Linked DNA regions of Gossypium hirsutum: region 1 is linked to region 2. A link is a contact called in public Hi-C data. All regions are on one chromosome and are shown on one strand. The core of a region is the stretch at or near the end of the contact, and the rest is flanking DNA. Distances in the headings are between cores, read along the strand shown. Region 1 holds the start of LOC107886095. Region 2 has its middle 12 kb from the start of LOC107888015.

What was found. A called contact is a pair of places that touch in the nucleus more often than the background predicts.
Region 1: a contact with region 2 is called in a Hi-C map of leaf, with 2.3 times the contacts expected there. The contact joins the promoter of LOC107886095 here to the enhancer-like site in region 2. A contact is called at or near these places in 8 of 34 Hi-C or Micro-C datasets (callus, hypocotyl, leaf and 1 more).

Annotation. Positions count from the first base shown.
Region 1 is chrA12:103,853,588-103,859,230 of Gossypium_hirsutum_v2.1, forward strand. LOC107886095 reads left to right here and starts at 1,705. Exons shown (of 6, transcript XM_041083502.1): 1 at 1,705-2,124; 2 at 3,430-3,647; 3 at 3,989-4,135; 4 at 4,426-4,981; 5 at 5,101-5,643. The coding sequence starts at 3,537.
Region 2 is chrA12:103,820,488-103,825,983 of Gossypium_hirsutum_v2.1, forward strand. No RefSeq gene overlaps it. Among protein-coding and RNA genes, the nearest start is that of LOC107888015, 12 kb to the left of the region's middle. Within about 2 kb of position 1,449, at least 5 of the 9 cell types and tissues checked have an H3K27ac peak or open chromatin away from gene starts, as enhancers often do. A contact at or near this core is called in hypocotyl and leaf, where this site is marked.

The DNA of each region.
Region 1 (5,643 bases), core at 455-2,954, 33 kb after region 2:
AAAATTTTAAAAAAAATGAGACCGAAGTTTTTTTTTTATTTCAAAGAATAATATGATGCATTAGTTTTGATTATCAAATTAACATCTTCCTTTAATTAATTTAGAAAATTCAATTAATTCAATTTATTTAATTAAAAATTAATTAATTTATTTGCCTAGACATCTATGTTGGCATTTAAAAGTCATTTTAACTATCAAGTCAGATTGTCATTTGAGAGGTAACATACCTTAAAGATAGACTAACCATTTCGTAACAAAATAATATTATAAATAATAAAAATATGATACTTCAAATATATGTTACTAAAATATAACTTGATACAAATAAAAATAATTATTTTAATAGTTTACCCTAAATAAATAATAATATTATAAAAATTATCATAGTTGCGAGTATCGTTATTTTCGTTATTGAAAAAGACTTGTCTTTTTCCATTTCCCCTTTCTCCAAAATTCAGACTTTCATCACTTTGCCTCCCCCCAAATCCTTCAAACCCATCCACACTGCATTCTGACCCGGAAACCTCCTCGCTCCACTATTCTACCCGGGTCGGGTCAATAAGGGTAATCATACGCGCTGCTACTGCGTTTGGACTTACCATTTGAAGCAACTTGCTGCATGGATGTACGTTAGCTGTATTTGATCGTTGGTTTCTGTTTATCCTCATAGTTATATAATAATAAAAAAATCCTTCCACCCCGACCGTTTTCGCATTTCTCAAAAAAGCCTTCACTCAAATAAAATTTATGATTAAATTTTTGTATTATTCCTTATTATATACCTCTAATTCTGATTAACTTTTTGAATGGAATTCTGATAAACTTTTACAGAAATACAAAATAAATAAATATTTGAGATAAATTTATTAAAATTTTTTTTTGTAGAAATCGGAGTGTTCACTTAAGGTAATAATAATGATTAATTTAAAAGTAAATGAAGAGCACATTTTAAATTAATAATGTTTTCAATCATTTTTAATATATGGATTGTATTTAAAATTAAAAAAATGATTATTAAATTTTATAATAAGATGGGTAAAGAAATGCATGGTCCCACCGATAATATTATTATAATATAATGTCCCCTCTTAACCTCTCACTTTCAAGTACAAATCGTATGCATTCATGTCTAACCAACTTGTTCATATGCAAGTAAAAGGTAAGTCATAAATATTCTTTAATTACCACATTAATGACTGAATTAATTTCCAAGTTTTCTATTTCAACTGAATAATATAAATCGGGCATCTCGGAATAAGGATGGGCACTGGCGGTGGACCAACTGGGGTTACAAAATTAAATGGTTTATACTTTAAAACAAGCAACTATTAATGGAGGGATAAAAACGTAAAATAAAATAAAAATCAATTTAATTACAATTTACCATCCCGGAGCTTTCATCTATTGATTGAATTTTAAATTATAATTTATTGAACATATATTCGTAATAGTGTTATTTACAAATAATAATACTAGTAGCAGCTAGCAAATGTTTATAAGTATAGTTTAATATATTTAATTAGTATTACATTTCCTTTCCTAATTGAATACTAAATTTGTATTTAATATTAGAAAAATGAGTTTAATTAAAATTTGAACTAATCTTTGTAAGATAAACAAAAAAGTAAACATTGTCAAAACCCTAAAAAGAAAAGAAACCCAGTGGAGTCCCAAAGATTATATAATATGTGTGAGAGAGAAAGAGACAGAAAGTGAATATAAATAGCAGCATAAAAAGAAACAATGATGTGCTGCAACAATCTCTTCTCAAATATAAAAAGAAAATGAGAATTTTTTTTTATCTTCTCTCCTCCCTCTTTCAATTTTCTTTTCCTTTCTTTCTCTTTTAGTTTCTTTCTATTTGGTCCCAAACCCGTGATCTGATTCCTTTTCATTTCTTTTTTTTTTTTAACATATCATCTCTTTCGTCTAACTGCATTGAGTTTTTAGTAGTTGAGATTCTTGGGAATTGTTTTTTTTTTCTTTTAACATCTTTATTGTGATCTGGTTAATACAGTTGGGTCACTTGTTTCTGGGAAGAACCACAAAGTGGAAAGTAGAGGGTTTTCTTTATCTCATGGCGGAATGTTTTTAAATTTATTTTTGTGGATTATTTGTCTCCTGGTGAGTTCTTTCTCCCTCTATATTTCTGGGATTTCGTGGTCATATTTTAAGCTTTTTTCTCTTTATTGTTTATGTGTTCATGTCTTGTTAGTTTTTCTGTTTCTTTCTTTAATGCTTCATGTCTTTGCTTTTTATGAGGTTGGCTTTTTGTTTTACTAAGCGTTGATATAATCACCAATTATTAGGATTTAACATCAAGTTCTGTTCCTCTCGGTAGATTCCGTTTCGAGGTAATCATAATCAAGTTTCTTGTTCTTTTTCTAAAAGGCGTATAAATATAAGCAGAATGTGGCTTCAATGGCTTGTTTTATAGGTTAAAATTTTACCCAGATTCATCTGCATGTTTCAACAATGGACTAGTCACTACATTAGTTATGTCTGAATGGAAGCAAAAAAAAAAGAGAGACCTTTTTATGGTAAATATCTACAGACCCGCATCTATTTTTAATCACATACTTGTCCATGCTTGTTTCATAAGATTGTTGTATGTGATCGTGAGAAGTGACTTCAATGTTCTCCTGGCGCTGTGTGTTTCAGCCACCTAATTTTCTCCTCAGCTGGTAATTGTTGGATCATAGGGAAAAGTTTCTTATGGATGAAGCTTAGTTGAGCCTTTAAGTTATCTTTTAGAAATACGCTATTTCAACGTTTATATATGAATTAAATCTGTAATTCTGAAGGATGCCATTGTGTCATAATATCCTACAAATAGCACTGTTTCAGTGGGAAACAGCTAAGAAAATGCATTGATGTATGATGCTGATGTTAGTCAGTAATTCTTCCATTTATAACATAGATATTTTCGCCATTTCTTCAGAGTCCTTGCTATTGGCTACTTTGGTTTTCTTCTTTAGTAATAATTCTAAATTTGCCAATTACACCTCATATTGACCAAACAAATTTGTGTAGTTGGAAATATTAATAAGGTTAAACTGTTCTATAGCAAAGTATAGCAGTAGTTAGAATTATGGCTAAAATCTTGCAATGACTATAATCAGTTGGCGTTTCGGTTTAAATATGTTGTTTGAATGGACAAGGCAAGGTTAAATTCTATGTTTTTATAATGAAATTGATGGAATGTTTTCAAATTTCATCTGATAATTCTTAAACATGATTTTTTCTAGACGTGTTTCTCACACGGAAAGACCGTTGTCTTTCCAAGATTGGCTGCCTTATTGGCTATTATCATTTTCCCTGAATGGCAACCTTATTGATTACTAGTGGTAGTCATTATGGCAACCTTATTGATTACTAGTGGTAGTCATTATCTTATCACCGTGGTTTCTATGTGACAACTGTGTGCAGAAATGGAGAGCAAAGGAACATGTGAAACATCTTTTCAAGACTCATTTATTCGAGGATGCAAGATCTGATATCAATTGAGGTATTTGTTTCATTCTTCTGAGGAAAAGATGTTGATGCTGGGAGATTTTGATTTGAATTCAGTGCAACGATACACTGATTCACTTAAAGATATTTTCAAACTGACGATGCTCGATCAGGAGATCATATTCAGAAATCAGGTACAAGGATACCTTCTCGGCTCATTACTTGTTAGTTTGCTAAAATTTTCTATTCTGAATTTGCCATAAAGTCAGGCCAGGATTTGATGCTTATTAATAATGTCCCTTTGTTGGGCACACTTTTGACGATCTTGGTGTGGAAACTTTTGGCTTAAACTTTGTGGTGTTAATTTTATAGCTTTCAAACTGGATGAGTTTACATGATTTGGATTTATACTTTAATATATTGCTTTTACTGAAAGGGTGGACAATGAGGCCATGCATGTCAAAATCTGATGCATAAAGAAACACGATTCTACCCTCACTTTAGATGCTTATATTCTTGCTATTGGTTTTATCAGGTCCACGAGCTCCATCGTTTATATAGTGTTCAGAAGACTCTAATGAAGGATCTTCACCTGCAGGAGCATGAAACATACAATTTATGGAAAGAAAATGACCAATCGTGGTCCCAAGAAACCAGACTCCCTGCAGATTCAATTCCCATGGTAATAGAGGCTACTGTCTTTTTGACTGTTAGAAAGTTGACCTCCAAAGATGCTAAAGTGATTTTCAATTTATTAGTTAGAGAACAAAGGCTTTTGAAGTTTGGAATATGATGCCATGTAATCGAGATATGGTAGTTCTTTTTCTTTTCTTTTTTCTTTTTTTTTTTGTCATAGAAGAAATCTGGTTAAGAGTTTTCACTTCTGCATGAATTATCATAACTTTTTATTGTTTGGAAGTGATCTAGTTGACAGGCTAACTGATTTATGCCTTTTCTCTTTGAAATGTTCAGTTGGGCTCAAGATTATCATCAAGTCAGAAGTTGTTAGGTGAGTGGAAGGGCAACAATTACCATAAGTTTCAGCGAGGACCTTTCGATCTTCAACTTTTATCTGATCAATATACAAATCTTGGTGATGATAATCTTCTAAATAAAAGAAAGGTTGGGGATCACTTAAAAGAAGCCATCTATGTAAATTCTCAACAATATGCTGATTTCTCAGATCCACTAGACTTAAGGCTTTCCCTAAGCCTTGGAGTGGCTGCAGGGAAAAAGGAAGATACACGGAGAAGTTGTTATGGCAAGAATAGTAATACTTGCCCCAGAATTGTCATTGATTTGGAAGAATCTACTGAGAGGACCTCAGATGAGGAGGCAAAACATCCGCCTTCTGATTTTGTTGCTAAAGTTGCAGATTCTGGAGGAAAGCATGATTCAGAAGTTACTGTTATCTCTAATCCAGTCATTTCAGGAAGCATGAAGAAAGAGCTATGTCGTGGGATTGCTGAGAGTAGCTCCTTTGTCATGGATAGCAGATGCTGCATAGACTGGAGCTGTTCTGATCAAGGTACTGATGCTTCCTTCACGCTGGAGCAGCATTTTTGTAGGAACATCTGTTCTTTGTCCACCTCAATCATATGTTTTAAATATTGCAAGTTAGCTTTTCTTTATTTGTCTCCTCTACAGGATCAAAACGACTAGATAATATGGCACATGAAAACTTTTTGACTAGAAAGCAGCAGTTCAAATCCTATGGAGTGGGACATTTGGATCTTAATGAAGTTCAGCTTGGTGATTCCTCATGTCACTTAAATGATGCCATAGCTGCCCATCCATCAACAACTAGCTTATCCGGTGGTTTTAGTGAACTTGTTAGCAGGAGTCAGGAAACCTTGTGTCCTACTGCATTTGGGATAAAGGAAATAAAGGAGTTCTCCAATAACAATTTTGAGATGCTTCAACAAGAAGATGGTGTAAAACTTACTTTGATGAATTCCAATAGCAAAGATAGGATAAAGGATGTTCAAGTCAGAAATTCCGAACTCAATGGAAAGAATGAATGTGAAACAAGCTTTGTTGGTCTTGCATGCATATCCAGTACCCAAACAAACCTTTCCCAAGAACATGGCAGTCACCATTCAAACACCCAAAATGGAAGAGATGTCCTGATGCCGGAACTACAAACTGATCCTGCTCATGGTCTGAACACTGCACGTGCAGTTGCTATGC
Region 2 (5,496 bases), core at 199-2,698:
CTATTATTATTATTTATTACCCCCAATTTTTAAACTCATCATGTGAAGCATATTATGTTAAAAAAGTAGTTCGCAAGTCCTAATCATTCCAGAACTATGGGTTTTTTTCTTTTGTGATTGTTAGTTCACTTCCAAATCATGAAAATTTTGAGAAAACTATCTAGTCAGCACTAAAAATACTATACTTTTTCACCACCCAACTTTGCAATATAATTATAATCAAGCGTGCGTGATTGAGAGAGGTAAAAAGGTCAAGATCAAGACTTGGTTTGAAGGGATAAGTTAATAAAAGGGAAGACATGGACCTCCTCTATCAAGCATTTAATGACTGTGTCTTTTGTTTTGGGTGTGATCATGTACACGAAGGTGACCAATTGGGCCTAAAAGGATAACTTATTTAAAGGAAAACATATATCAGCCTCTGTCTGGACTGGTTTAGATTTATTGAGAATGATATTCTAACAATTGATCACCAAGTTAATTTTTAAAATCAATAACTCCCTGGCTCAGGTGTTGTGCTCAGAGCCAAGTTGAACCTGTTGATGTTTTCACTGCACATTATTGACATCGTTATGATTCATTCATTCAAATATATTCTATGGTTTTAATGAGTTGGAACTCACTTTGCTGTCCTTTGCCTACTCTCAAAGGGCTTTTTCTGTTCTCTATCCACCCATCAACTCGTCATAATTAAAGACAATCCTTGAGATTAATGCAAGAGATTCACGACAAAGAGAAAGGAAGATGGTGACATATAATCCTGGGATTCTATGGTGAATTACACGCATATATAGCCAATGAGGAGATTTAGGAGGATTCAATCGGTGGAAACAGCGTAATTGGCATATACGGATTTGAATATCTGTTAAATGTACTTTTAAAATGATTGTTTTGGTTTTGGATAAAGATTAAGAAGAGAATATCAAGTGGAATTAATAAAACTGATCTGAACCTAATCCACTTCCAGAAAAACTGATGTTGCTCTGTTACCTGAAAAACGCAGTTTGATTAATTATTAAGACAAGTGTGATTAGTATAATATGTCTAGAAGTTTGTTCCCTTTCAGTTGGTGATCATTAAACAAATCCTCAAAGTAGTAATAAATAAATAGAGGCAAGTAAATTATGGTGGAGAGATAGAACATATAATTGCACATGCACATGATGCGGCAGGGCCGTTTGAGGAAATAAACTAAGTGTTGTTGACGATAATGTTGGTTTGGTGCTCAACAAAGTTAATGTCCTGTATTTGTTGCAGACATTATATATATTACCTGAAAACCATACTCGACCGTCAAGATCAAGGCACCAACCGCAGTTATGTCGTATTTTAGATCCTTGTGATCCTCATTTTGATAATCCAACCCTTAAAGAGTGGGCTGCTCAACATTGGTCCAAAGCTCTTGGAATTGACCAATGTTCGTTTCATATCACTGCACCAGTTTTCTTTGAAGAATTGTGGGCCAAAAGGTCCAAGAAGGATGCTGGATCCCTGCAATCAAAGATAAGCTTGCTAACATCTTAGAATATGGTGTTTTTTTGTATATCATTTATCCTCATAAAACATTTAGTTTTAGCAAAGCATGGTTAACAACAAAAATTTAATGAATTTGGATCAAACAAATTGGAGCTGATGAAGATTATGCAAGTGCACACACCCATTATTGGCAAGCTTTTGGATTGAGAAGAACGAGCTCGACAGCTGCTCTTCATAATAATATTCTATTCTTTTCTACACTTTCATCCCCATGCAGAACCCGAAGCTAGGCCTGCCCCAAAACCTCAAGTTGCTCACTTGTATGGCCTGCCTTCACTTTTCCACTTCAATGGATGCGTTACTCGTATTGCCATAATTTGTCAAATTCTTTTAAAGGAATTAAAAGGTCTAACGAAACTATTTTGACACTTAAAAAAGCCTAAAAACATCAACAAAATTCTCAATAATGGCTTGTAAGTTTGCACTTGAAATATGTCAAGAAAATTGGTTTAGTTCTTAAGGGCATTTTTTTTTTCCTTTATGCAGAATTTACCATATAAATACATAGTTTTAAGATCAGAACTAAACCCAACGGCATTTGCTATTAGTTTAGAATATTTGATATTTTATAACATCTGTCTTGTCAATTAATATTTTAAATCTATAATTGTTTAATTATTTTAATAAGAGCATGATTCTGTATGATGAATTATGCAATTCTTTGTTACATGAATATGTAATCGAGTCTCAAAGAATTTAATTTGTATGTTTTTGTTTGCTAAAATTGGTTTTTTCTAGCTTTTTATGCTATTAATAAATTAAATTTTAGGCGCTTCATTATAAGGTTGTTAGTTAATAAGATAAATAATGTTAACAAGCTTCCTCTTGATTATTGAGGGAGGTAAGAAGAGATTGGTTGTTAGGTGCGATGTCAACAACTATAACTAATTTATTGAAGAATAATGAATTTTATCTTTGTATCGATGATCAAACTTATAAATCAAAACTAAGATTTCACTATGTTAGAATTAAGTGACCCAAATCCTTTTTTAAATAAAATATAGTGATAAAATAAAATAAAAAGTAAAATCCATATAGAACTACACTTCTTTTATTTTATTTAGAATAAGGTTTTTTAAACATTATTAAACTCCATCTATTTGATATTGATTAGAATAAGGTGTTTCAATCTTACTACACTTCTATTAGAATATGGTTTTACAAGCCTATAAATAGATATAGTGTAACACCCCTTACCCGAGACCGTCTCCGGAATCGAGTACGAGATGTCATCCAATTTAACTTACCGATTCGGAGCATAAAAATTTGCTTTTAAAATTAAATTCACTGTTCATAACAACACTGTCCACCTGCGCAACTGTCACTAATTTAATTATAACTTGAGTTACGAAACTCAAAATTTAAATCCGTAAATTTGCCGTGAAACTAGACTCATATTCCTACTTACCATAAAAGTTTCAGAATTTTTGACTTAGCACATTAGTACAGTTTATTCATTAAAGTATCCCCTGTTTCACAGCTCGACAGATCTGACCTCTTAGTGCTAAAAATCAAATATCTAATTGTACAGAATTCATATAAGGTTACCATTAATTTATTTTGAAAATAGACTCACTAAGGAATCTAAACATATAAATTATGACCTATAATTATTTCTGTACAATTTATAATGATTTTCTAAAGTTAGAACAGGGGACTTCAAAAACCATTCTGACCCTGTCTCACTAAAATTTAAATATCTCAAAATATAAAATTCCTTTGCCTACACCGTTTCTTTCATGTAAAAATAGACTTGATAAGCTTTAATTCTATATATCATTCACCCTCTAATTCCATTTCTACTATTTATGGTGATTTTTCACATTCACGTCACTGCTGCTGTCAAAGAAACTGCTTCTTTGAATTAGTTACCATTTAAACGTACATAACTCCAAAACATATTCTTTAATAACTACTTCAATAGCTAACATTAGCCATATCATTTGGACATGCTCAAAATGATTAAGACCCTATACATGCCATAGTTTAAACATTTTGAAAAGCACATAATACCGAGATGGTTATGATAGTGTGATACGAGCTCCGACGGTCCACTATTCGATCAAGTTCAAATCACTATAAAACAAAGGAAAGAAAGAGATGTGTAAGCTATAAATAGCTTAGTAAGTTACATGTAAACAATAATTACTCAATTAATAATTAACACTTTTAATTCATTATTAATCCCGTTGAACACTTGGAATATACACGGATACGTAGAGATTTAGCACATAAGTGCCACACTGATATGTAGCCGAAGCTACCACTGGATGTAGCCAAAGCTACCACTGAAATGTAGCCGAAGCTACCACTGATCAATAACACTGGAAATGTCCACGGGTCTGCTCACACAAGCTGTCAGGTGTCTGCAACACATGCTAGATCACCCAGCACCCGGGACTCACTGTAACACTGTAACACTGGTCTCTAGTGACATGTCACTTGTATCCAATTCTATTCCTAAGTTCAACCGGGAATTTACACTTAACACTTTATTTTCAACACTTTATCACTTGAATAATTCATGAACAACTTTCCTTCCACATTCAATATTAACTCACATATCAAATATAATTCACAATTTATACAAATATAACTATTATTTACATATAACTTACCTCGGATGCAAAACGACTATTTTTGTAATTTAGTCGATAACTTTCTCTTTTCCCCGATCACTTGCACTATTTCTTCTTTCTTGATCTATATTAACACAATTTAATACATTTTATCAATATTCCATTCAAATACAATTCATACACAACATTTTGACACATTTACATTTTTCCCCATAACTTTTCAAAAATTCCACTTTTGTCCCTAAGCTCGTAAAAATAAAATTCTCTAAATTCTTAAATTTCAAACTTCACTAAATCATATTTCATGCTCATAACGGGCCTCAATTTCACAAAATCACAACTTTATGCACACTTTACCATCTTTCACAATTTAGCCCTTTTTCAACATTTTTCATTGAAATTCATCTAGTAAAACTTGTAATTAACACTTCAAACATTCATTATCTAACATCACTAATCAATTTACAATTATATCATGAATGGGTCAATTTTTAAACTTTAATTTCATTTAAATTAAATGGTAGAAACATGGAATTCAAGCTTCAATAAGCATAAAAATACGAAAATAATTAAAAACGGGGCAAGAAATCACTTACAATTGAGCTTAGGAAAATCAAAACCCTTAACTATGGTAACCTGAAACTTTCGGCAGCAAGCTTCTGATTTTTTTGAAGAAGATGGACACTTATTTTCTCTTTATTTTGTCTTTTACCCAATTTGGACAAAAATGCCCTTGACCCATTACTTAGATATTTTTCTAGAAATACCCTTTTGTGTCCATAACACTAATTTATGGTCTAATTGCCACATAAACACTTCCAATTTCATGCAATAATTCAATTAAGTCATTTAATCACTAATTAGACACACTTTGCATTTTTCTCAATTTAGTCCTAAAAATTCAATTAAGCACTAAAGTATTAAAATTTCCTATCCATATTTTCACACAATATTTCAATCAATCAGTAACTAATAAAAATTTATAAAATTAAACTATTTCACTTCGGATTTGTGGTTACGAAACCACTATTCCGATTAGGCCCTATTTCGAGCAATCACATATAGTCTACTCCTCTTGTAATCATTCGAATTCGACATAGTGATCTTTCTTCTCCTCGGCCAATGGTTTTTGTGTTCTTTTTTTTTTCTCTTTTCTTTGCGATATATTGTTATTACCAACATTCTATTTATTTTACACACTATTTAACCATAATTTCTTTCTTCATATTGATTTTTCTTAAATTTTAGGCTAAAGAGTCTTAAAAGCCCCTAAAGTTTTTCAAAAAGATCAAATAAGCCCCTATATATATTGCATTCAATTGAACTTTTGAATATTAAAATTACGAAAACCTTTTTTTACCTTTAAAGTTAACAATCAATT